3 separate regions of the Mus musculus genome follow, and regions 2 and 3 are each linked to region 1. A link is a contact called in public HiChIP or PLAC-seq and promoter capture Hi-C data. All regions are on one chromosome and are shown on one strand. Each heading gives the region's core, a stretch centred on a gene start, on an enhancer-like site or on the middle of the called end of the contact. The rest is flanking DNA. Distances are from core to core; before and after follow the strand shown.

Region 1 (3,302 bases), core at 404-2,903:
CCAATGGATGGCTGTGAGCATCTACCTCTGTATTTGTCAGGCACTGGCAGAGCCTCTCAGGAGACAGCTATATCAGGCTCCTGTCAACAAGCTCTTGTTGGCATAGACAGTAGTGTCTGGGTTTGGTGGTTGTCTATGGGATGGATCCCTAGGTGGGGCAGTCTCTGAATGGCTGTTCCTTCAGTCTCTGCTCCACACTTTGTCTCTGTAACTCCTTCCATGGGTATGTTGTTCCCCCTTCTAAGAAGACTATATTTTAACAGGTATGTTAGTTACTTTTCTGTTGTTATGATAAAAACATCTTGACCGAGTTAACTTATGGAAGGAGGAACTTATTTGGACTTATGGCACCAGAGAGATGAGTGTCCATAGGGGTTGGGAAACAGCAGACAGGACAGCTGAAACTGCAAGCTGAGAGCTCACATCTCGAACCACAAGCAGGAAGCAGAGAGTGCACTGGGGATAGCTAGGGGTTTGAAGCCTCAAAGCCTGCCCCCAGTGTCATATCTCCTCCAACTAAAGCCAAACCTCCTAATCCTACCAAATAGTGTCGCCAACTGAGGACCAAGTATTCAAACAAATAAGTCTATAGGGGCCAATCCCATTCAAACTCTCACAAATTCAATGGTTGATAGCTTGTTTAGTATGGATGAAGTCCTGAGTCTGATATTCAATAGAATAAAAAATATGCCCTTTAAATATATAGAGAGATGCATTGAAAGTAAAACTAAAAAGTGCTAAGCAATATAAGCAATAAATGTATCAAAGGCACTGGCTATATTAATTAAGGCATAGGTATAATATACTTCAACACGAGAGTATAATCAGGGATCAGAGGTAGGGAGAAGCATTTCATAATGACAAATAACCAATTCATCAGTCAACAGAAGCAGCTCAATTACTAGTCTATGACTCGAGCGTGAGGACCTGAATTCAGACCCCTCAACATTCATGTAGCATCAGATACAGTGGTGTACAGCTGTAACTCCAGTTCCTTGGCCAGCCAACCTAGCTATGTCAGAAAGCTGTAGGTTCACTGAGAGATCCTATCTCAAAAAAGGGCGGGGGTTGGGGGGTGGGGAGAGGTTGATACACAGGCAAGAGTTCTCTTTTAAATAGTAGCATGGTTATGAGGGTAACCAATGACTTTCTGGTTAAAGTTGAGGCCAGGTTCACAGGAATGAATTTATGCATGGTATAGGAAACCTGATGGAAAAACCTAGATTTAGGAAGCTAGGGAGGCCCTTGTATGGGATCTACTACTATTATTTTGCTAAATGGATATTTTGTGCCTTTCAAATTGCTTCCAGAAGTATTTGTGTTTATGCTCATAAAATGATACTATTGTTAGCACTGGTGAGAGGAACCTGGTTTTGCACTGGACAGCACTTACTATAAAAATTCATAATTGGACAAGGTGCTGAGAATAACTGACCAGTGAGTGCTAAGAAATGGTGGAAACATTGCACTCGAAATATTAAACAAAATCACTAATCAATAAATTGACTGGCCACAAAGCTTGACAACCCAAGCATAAGCCTGTTGTGTGACACTATTCCTAGAGAGATGGGAACAAATATCTACTCACCCCAGAGAGGGAGCCCACAAGAGATCAAAGTACAGACACCACCAAGGTCTCTTAGTGTTACAGTAGTATGGGTAAGTGGTTACTTACCAGAGCAGAAACAACTCAGACACAGTTACCCTCATCACCAAAGCCCACCCCAGCGTGGGTGAGAGCTCACAAAGCCGGGGACCTGGAGCACACTGCACAGCCTGCAGGCAGCTCAACAGGTTGGAGAGAGTCCTTTCCATGTGCCTCAGTGGCTCTGACCATGTTCAAGGCTGCTCAGCTGCCTCTTTAAGAGAGGCTTTCAACAATCCTTAGAGTTTATATGTATTTGGGGGGGGGGAGGGTAGAGGCTTAGGGAGTCGAGTCAATTTCAGAGACTCCCTGAAGCTATCGAACTGTTTACTTTCTGATTTTTTTGAGCCAGGGTTTCTTTGTGCAGTCTTGACTATCCTGGATGTTTTTCTGTAGACCCGGATGGCATACAAACGCAGATCTGCCTGGCTCCGCCTCTCAAGTGCTGGGGTTAAAGGCATGCACCACACCCTACCACCCCCACCCCTGACTACTTCCTGAATTTAACAGCTTCCCTGAATGACAGGGTGTTTCACACAGCAAAGCTCTTCAGAACTTCCGGTTGTTTCACCTCCCTTGGAAAGGTCCTGTGTCGTAACAAGACTTCTTCCAAGAGGGAAGGTTTTAGTCTTGGAGGAAACTGCTACACATCAGCGCCCTGAGTTATATATAAAAACATGTATTTTTAAATCAAGCAGAGATCCTCATCACACTGCAGAAAAAATTAAAACTACTTAGTACAAGCATATCCCCAAATAAAAACAATTAAAAAGTTAAGCAGAAAAGAAATAAATAACCCTATATACCTTGAGAAGACAGGGATCAGATTCTATTTGTTACCAGCACTCAGGAGGCTGAGGCAGGACAATTGCCTTGACTCCAAAGCCAGCCTGAGTAACAGAGCAAGTTGCAGTCCAGCCAGGGCTCGGGTCATAAGACCCCAGTCTGATGAAGGCTGTTCTTCAGTTGAGATTCCCTTTCCCTGGAGGTGTCAAGATGACAAACAAGATTAGCGCCTGCATAAGGTTTTCTGTTCTGGACTCTCCATTCTGTTCCAGCCATATTCCTTTCTCTGTGCCAGCATCACATTATCTTGATTACTGAGAGTTTATGGGGAGTTTTCCAATATGAAAGCACAAGTGTTGCAATTTGCAAAACTGTTTGGCTATTCTGAGTCCCTTGCATTCCCACACACTGCATTTCCATATACTTTCAGAAACAGGTTGACAGTCTATTTCTCTTTAAAACCTACTAGAATTTTAATAGTGATTTTATGTAATTTATAGATCACTTTGATATACATTGCTATCTTAGGAAAGCTGTTTTTCAATTCAGGGACATGGAATTCCTCTCCATTTCTGTAGATCTTCTTCCATTTCCTTAAGTAATGATTCATACTTTATTTCTACATTCCCCTAGTATTTGTGTCTATGTGTCGCTGTAGTGAGATGTAGAGGTCAAAGGAAAACACCTGTGAATCAGTTCCCATGTGTGTCTCAAGGATGAGACTCGGATCATCAGGCTTGGCACTAAGTGCGGTGTCTTTACCCACTGAGTCATTCCATGGCCCTCACAGTTTTTGTGTATAAGTCTACATAATATTTTTTTTTGCTAAGCTTAGTTTTGAAACATTTCATTTCTTTTGGTATTATTGTGA
Region 2 (3,302 bases), core at 443-2,942, 110 kb before region 1:
GGTTTCCTAATCTTCCTGACTAAGGTTTCTTAAGTGCTGGGATTAAATGTGTGCACCACCACAGCTAGCTTGAGATGGGGTTTGCTTCATAACTCAGTCAGGCTAGCAATTTGTGATTTCAGGCATGAGTACAATCACACAAAACCCCACAGAGAAAAGGCCTGTCTATTCAGCTTCTGTCAACTATAGTGAGTGCAAAATATAAGATAGTCAAATACTTGGTCTCACAGAAAACAAACCATGGTAGGCCTGCCTGATAAAATTTGGAGGACCAAATTAACCAAATGCATCAAGTTGGCCTGGACTTGACAAAAGAGGAGTCAGAGGCCCTCCAGAGAAAGACCTGGCATGTCTAAGAGTTCGCCCTCCCTGACCCCTCCCCAACCCTTGCCCATGGAAGCTCGAGAGTGGTAGAGCTGATATACCTTAGTCCCCTAAAATATTGTTGTCCAGTCCTATTTTTAAAGTCCCCTCTCTTCCTATGCACTAGCTCCTTGGGGCCCTCTTGGATGTATCAAGAACTTACAGAGAAAGAGAGTTCAGGCCCAGAACCTCTTTGCTTTGCTGTGTACCTCGTGCAAGCCTCTTGCCTCTGTGGGTTTGTTCTTATTCGAGGAGAGATGGCCAAACCAAGTAGCCTCTGAAACTCTTAGCTCCTCTTTCCAAGGACCAAGGTCCTGCTTAGCCATATGCAGGATAAACAGAAGTGTACTAAGACAGCAGCTGCAGCTGCTGTCAGAGCCAAGTGCTTCCCAGGATTGGCAGATGTGTACAGATGATTTCCCCAGAGCAGAGAGCCTGGAAGGCTAGCCCCCAAGTAAAGGGAGTTCTTCGGTTTCTCCTTAGCCCCTGTCCTCAGCTCCACCCTGTTTGCCCAGTGCAGGGTTCGGAGTCTCTCCTCTCAGTATTTGTTTTTCATTCCTAGCCCAACAAAAGAGCTGCACCGTAAGCTGTCCTCAGATGAGATGTACCTGGTGGATTCTGGGGGGCAATACTGGTATGTATACCCACCCCACTGTGCCTTGGCCTAGCTCTCAGCTCAGGCATTCTGGGTTTCCTGAGGCTGGCTGAAGCTGGCTTTCCTGAGTCATAGGTCTTCATTTGATTAAAGCAGGGAACTGTATTGAATAAGCCCTGAGCAGCCTTCTCGTGTTCCCATTGTGGGCATCTGCACAGTAGAAAACACACAGAGGTTAGAATAATAGGGGCACTCATGCAGCACCTGGGTGAGAATTAGGAAAAGACTGGACTTGTTTAAGGAATTTTTTTCAAGTCTGCAAATTATTTACACAGATCTGCCTGGCCGCACAAACGTGAGCACCTATATCCTCCCCCACTCAAGCAAGCCCTAGACACAGCCCACATCAGAGTCGTTAAACCCAGCTCATTCCCTGTGGCAAGATGAGTGACCACGTAAGGTTGGAGATGGAGGCAGATAAAAGACGAAGCCCTTTAGAAGTGATTCTTTTGTACAGTGTTAACCTACACAGTTCCAGTGTGACAATCATGCCTAATGAGCTAACCATATTCCTTTGAAATGTGTGGCTAATCATTCGCAGTTTTATTGGGTTTCCCAACTTCTATCCCGTGGAACGCACCAAGGACAGAGGCTCTTGTTCATAGCACACCTGTTGGGGAGCCAGCTTGCCATGTGCTCAGTTTAGCAGCCTGTACTTCTCACTAGATTGATGCTGTGTGAACTTGAGATGGCTGTAAAGAGGAAGTACATTTGTGGAGGCGTGTTGGGTTGGGGCATGCTTAGAAGAGGGTGAGGTAGGGAAATAGTCACCTCACTTCCTCTTCTCTCCCGAGGAAGAAGTTCTCCATGCCCCATGACCTACTGTCAAGAAGCCCCAGAGTCCTGGGACCCTTTTTCCATGCCTCCCCCATGGGATGGGTATGCTCTGTGCCTGTCTGGGGGAACCACTACAGCTAATGATTGTGAGTTGGACCTGGTGGCTCTGGCTTCACTTTCATGGAATTCCAAGCCATGCCCATAGCCAAGAGCATCTTATGCGGAGTCAGCATTTTCTCTAGCCTGGCTTTAACCAAATCTTGGGGAAGGAGACAACCTCACAGCCTAATGGCTTCAGTGGCCTCATCTTTAATAAGGAAGCCTGCTCTGCTGCCCTCTGTGGGGAGATGCAGAAGTGTCCTATAAATAGTAAAGGGCTATGACTGTGGAAAGGTTAGGATATTGTCATCGTTCTCAACCTCAGTCTTCCCATCTGTAATTTATTGAGATAAATAGATAGATAGATAGATAGATAGATAGACAGACAGACAGACAGATAGACAGAGATAGGCAATGCCCTGAACATAGTGACTTTTACCTTAAGAACTCTACTAAGTCTCTTTGTTACGTGGATGCTGAGATATGATTCTAATGGTGGTACCTATCCTCTATCCCCCTCCCATCCATCAACCTTTCTTTCTTTCTTTCTTTCTTTCTTTCTTTCTTTCTTTCTTTCTTTCTTTCTTTCTTTCTTTCTTTCTTTCTCTCTTCCTTTCCCTCTTCCTGACACGATCTCACTGTGTAGCCCAGACTGGCATTGCCATCACAATCTTCCTAACTAATTCTCCTGCATACCAAGATTACAGGCCTGCACCACCATGCCCAGTTCTCTCTCTTCCTTTTGCCCTTCCACATGTCCTATTCCAGCCCAGTCACTCAAAGCCCAGTAGAAACAAACAATAGAAAATACACAGGAAGACCATGGCCCTGGGCCCTCCACCCAAGTCCTCAGCAGAATTAGATGTATTAGTTCTCTCTCTCCACAGGGATGGGACCACAGATATCACCAGAACAGTACATTGGGGCACTCCTACTGCCTTCCAAAAGGTAAGTGCTGGACCCTAATTTTTCCCTTCAGTTTACTCCAAGTGATCACCTCATCAAGAGCCCTTTCAAATTGACAGGAGTAAAACCGAGGCCCAGAGAAGTGATTTAGTTTGCCCAAGGTCAAACAAAAAGTACCAGGAAAGCCAATGCAAAATCGGGCCTCCACCAAGACCTCAGGCCATGTGCATCCTCTTGTCATGTCCGTGTATGAATGTACAGATATTGGCCATCTGGATGGTTAGCCTGTGCTCTGCAAAAGGGAGGGAAAACTCTTTTTAGCGGAGAAAAACAGCACAGGGCATCTGAGATCCGAAAGAACTAGAGCTGGTCTAAAAACAGGGAGGTCTGCGCAGCTGGAGTGGAACCAAGGACACTGGCGGGGTGCTGAGTGGACCAAGGAGCTGCTAAGATGCAGCCAGCAGACCAGGAACACAGAACGGGGAGCCCTGTTGTGCAGGCC
Region 3 (3,302 bases), core at 293-2,792, 110 kb after region 1:
GGGTGGCCCTACTATATATACATTGCTCGAATTAGTGGTGAGGGTGGTGAGGACAGGCAATTGGGGTACTAACAGCAGATCTCAGACAATAGCAAGACCACCAGAGCCTTAGCTGCTCTCATATACATCTCTCAGACCAGGTGAGGGGAACAGCAGGCAAGTCTCAACTGCCATCCATGAAGACTTCACAAAGAAGAAAACAAAAACAAAACACCCCCTAGCTCAGAGATGGAACTTCTGGGCCTAGAGGGGTGGGAATGGGGGGTGGGGGTAGGGAGAAGAGAAAGTCATTAATTCAGCAGGGTTTCCTTCTAGTTCAAATGACCTCTCTGGCTTCCTTAGCATAGATAAATATATACTAAATAATATCAATATGTCTGGACATAGAGATTATTTTCCCAAGTTCCTGTTATTTCACATCCTGTTTCGAATCCTTTAGGAACTGTTGACTATGTTTCCTGATACCCTCTGGGTAGAGACAATACCTTGGAAGTCCTCACCATCAGATCAGGGTTGGAGCTGCTAAGAAACAACCTAAGACTGAAAGTCATGTCAAGCAGCAGCTTTCCCTCCTCAAAGCCTCTCTCCTTGGAGTTAATGTAAGTCAGCAGAGTTCGAATGTGGTCCACAAGCCTATAAGCCCTTCAAGTCTCAGGGATGGCCGGCGATATAAACACAGGAAGGATTTATACTCCCTTGGCCTGGCAGGCGGTCGTTAGGGTAAAGGGGAAGGGTCAGGGGACTCAGATTGGTGTCTCAAGAGCCCAGAGGGAAAGCAGGCAGAAACCAAGCCCTAGGTCCTTCTAGGCAGATTTCCCTCTGCAAAGTCTTGCAAGCTTTCCTCTTTATAGACCTTTCGTCCCTTCCTCCCTCGGGTCTCCCCGCCAAACCAGATGCCTCCACACCCTAGCAAGTGATATCCACTGAGGGTGACCCAAGGTTTTTGCAGCCTGGGAGGTTGCCACGAAGAGTGGGCCGAGCGGACTCGGGAGGCGAGGCGAGGCGGCGAGGACCGGGCATTTTTTCTTGCCCTAGCACCTGTCCCACTTCGGCGCCCGGGCTAGGACTGCGCCTGAGCGCGGCCTCAGTGCTGGAGCGCCAGAACCACGCGCGGAGGTCGCCAAGGGTGGGGAAGTGGGGGGCCCGGAGGAAGGGCGGGGTGTCTGGCGGGGGCGTTCCCCTCGGGCGAGACCCCCGCCCTCCTACATAGACCGAGTCAAAAAAAGAAAAAAAAGAAAAGAAAGAAAGAAAGAAAAGAAAAGAAAAAAAACCAACAACAAAACGGGGAGAGCGTGTTACACATCAACCAGGAGCGAAAACGATCGCTCTCCGACCCCGAACGGCGTTGCGGCACCCCCCCCCCCTTCCTGGAGCGGAGGACTGGCTGGGGAAAGGTGGCTCCGTTCTTCCCCGTGGCCAGTGCGGGGTCTGCGGCTGCCCAGCGAGGTTCCGGCTTCCCTGGGGCTGGTAGGGGGGAGCCCCGAGAAGTGCAGGCCCGCCCCCTTCTTCCTCCTCCTTCCCCTCCTCCCCCACGTGTCCTCCGGGAGCCCAGCGGCCTGATCCCAGCACCCCCCCTCCCGCCACCTCCCTCCTACTCCCGCTTCGCCCGCTTCCCGGGCGGTGTGGAGAAGAGCAAAGTTGCGACAGCAGCCGGGGGGCTCTGCCCAGGTGAAGGGGGCGCTGTGACGGGGGCGGGAACGGCGTGGCCCTGCGGCGGGGGCGGGGGGGGGGAGGATAAAGAAACTTGCTTTTCGCAGCCCCCACCCTGCGCGGGTTCGGATCTTGCGTGATCCGAGCCCTCGTGGAGACGCTGCACCGCCGCCAGGACCGAGGCCGGCACCCCGAGCCGGACTCAGATAGGGACCGCGCGTTCCGGCGGGCTGCCGAGGGCAGGCAGGCCGGCACCCGGGCAAGGGCGGGGTGGGTGACCGTGCACCGGACCGAACCGCGGACTCTGGCGGCGTGGGCGCGGGACGAACCGGGACCGGGCCGAGTTGGGTGGCGAAGTAGGACGTGGATTCGGGGGGCGGGGCGCAGCGGGAGGGGGGAGAGCAGGCCCGGCCCGGCTGGCCTGGGCGTGGGGGTGGGGGGCGAGTTCGGGGCACTTGCTGGGCTCTGGACCGAGCGCTAGGGCGGGGCGGCGCTAGGGGCTGGGCCCGACCGGGAGGAGAGGGCGAGGGGAGGGAGAGCAGGGGGTGGAGTAGGGGCGTGGAGTTGCAAGCGGGGTCTGGCCTCGGCCGGGGGCGAAGGTAGATCTGCGGGGCCGAAAGCGGAGGGAGGGAGGCCCGAGGCAGCGCGGCGGCAGCGGCGGCGGCGGCGGCGGCGGCGGCGGCGGCGGTGGCGGCGAAGGCCAGCTTCCGCGGAGTTTGTGCCCGGGCTTCCCAGCTGGGCTCCGGTCGCCTCCCGCGCACAAATGGGGTTAGGGGACTGACTGGTAAGCAACTCCCGGTGTTGGACGGGCTTCCCAGGCGATTCCCGGAAAACCGAGGGAAGACGCCGTCTGCAATATGCCGCACCCCACCACTCCACCTCTTAGCATCTGGATTCTGCTCTTCGGGGTCGGTGGACCCTTCCCCACCACAATCCTTCCAATCTTCCAGCACCCCTTCCGTCTCCCTCTTATCCTTGGCCATCTAAATCTCCTAGTGGTATGCTTTGGAGGGGTGGAAGGCGTCGAGGGCTGCACTTTCCCTCCCTTGGGGGCAGCCTAGTTTGTGTCTTATTCCTGCCAGGTAATGTTGCTTGGCATGGTGTGGACCTGGGGTTTAGATAATTTAAGCCCCGGATCCAAGCTTTTTTGATGGCTTTTAAGGAAAGGGACGGATCCCTGGATTTTCATGACCAGAATGGGGTTTGAGGACTGGAGTTACTCTCAGCTCACTTCCAGTACCAACCTCTTTACTATGAACCATTTCTGTGGGGGCTCGAACGTGGAGGGTGGGATACGGGAGCATTAATGTGCTTTGCTTCTCTGTGTTTCCACAGGGTCAGCGTGGTGAAGGACAGCTAGTGTCAGAGGGAAAGTAGACACTAGTCCAACTACGGCCGCCCCCACTAATACTTCGGTAAGGGGGACACGACTAAGGGGATGCTGGTGGGTTGGGGCCCAGTATAAGAGTAGAGGTGGGTAGTCGCCCCCAGGACTCTTTCCTGGCGGGGAGAGAAAGGCGAGCCCCTACTTCGGGGAGGGTTCCGGGGAAGGAGATGGAGGGTGGCGACTGGGGGGGGTGCGGGAAGAATGGAAGAGTCACACCCTGCTTGCAAGGGGAGCCTCCCTTAGGCTCCTGGGAAAAGGGGACTGA

What was found. Promoter capture Hi-C pulls out the DNA fragments that hold promoters and counts their contacts. HiChIP or PLAC-seq counts read pairs in DNA pulled down with a chosen protein or histone mark.
Region 2: a promoter capture Hi-C map of the HPC-7 cell line shows a contact between it and region 1. The contact joins two enhancer-like sites. A contact is called at or near these places in 8 of 39 promoter capture datasets (the C10 cell line, the HPC-7 cell line, cranial neural crest and 4 more), 3 of 484 Hi-C or Micro-C datasets (the G1E-ER4 cell line, Sertoli cells and embryonic fibroblasts), 1 of 115 datasets of contacts at active chromatin or transcription factors (the HPC-7 cell line) and 1 of 9 other capture datasets (adipose tissue).
Region 3: an H3K4me3 HiChIP or PLAC-seq map of embryonic stem cells shows a contact between it and region 1, with 13 read pairs. The contact joins the promoter of Bcorl1 here to the enhancer-like site in region 1. A contact is called at or near these places in 4 of 39 promoter capture datasets (the C10 cell line, embryonic stem cells, liver and 1 more), 2 of 484 Hi-C or Micro-C datasets (bone marrow-derived macrophages and muscle stem cells) and 2 of 115 datasets of contacts at active chromatin or transcription factors (the 230-238 cell line and embryonic stem cells).

The regions. Positions count from the first base shown.
Region 1 is chrX:48,232,523-48,235,824 of GRCm38.p6, forward strand. No RefSeq gene overlaps it. Among named protein-coding and RNA genes, the nearest start is that of Gm24038, 3.9 kb to the left of the region's middle. Within about 2 kb of position 1,654, at least 113 of the 459 cell types and tissues checked have an H3K27ac peak or open chromatin away from gene starts, as enhancers often do. A contact at or near this core is called in the G1E-ER4 cell line, the HPC-7 cell line, bone marrow-derived macrophages and 2 more, where this site is marked.
Region 2 is chrX:48,125,944-48,129,245 of GRCm38.p6, forward strand. It overlaps Xpnpep2 (X-prolyl aminopeptidase (aminopeptidase P) 2, membrane-bound), which reads left to right. Exons shown (of 21, transcript NM_133213.2): 14 at 926-997; 15 at 2,782-2,842. Among named protein-coding and RNA genes, the nearest start is that of Sash3, 19 kb to the right of the region's middle. Within about 2 kb of position 1,693, at least 81 of the 459 cell types and tissues checked have an H3K27ac peak or open chromatin away from gene starts, as enhancers often do. A contact at or near this core is called in the G1E-ER4 cell line and the HPC-7 cell line, where this site is marked.
Region 3 is chrX:48,339,816-48,343,117 of GRCm38.p6, forward strand. It overlaps Bcorl1 (BCL6 co-repressor-like 1), which reads left to right and starts at 1,543. Exons shown (of 15, transcript NM_178782.4): 1 at 1,543-1,668; 2 at 2,986-3,065.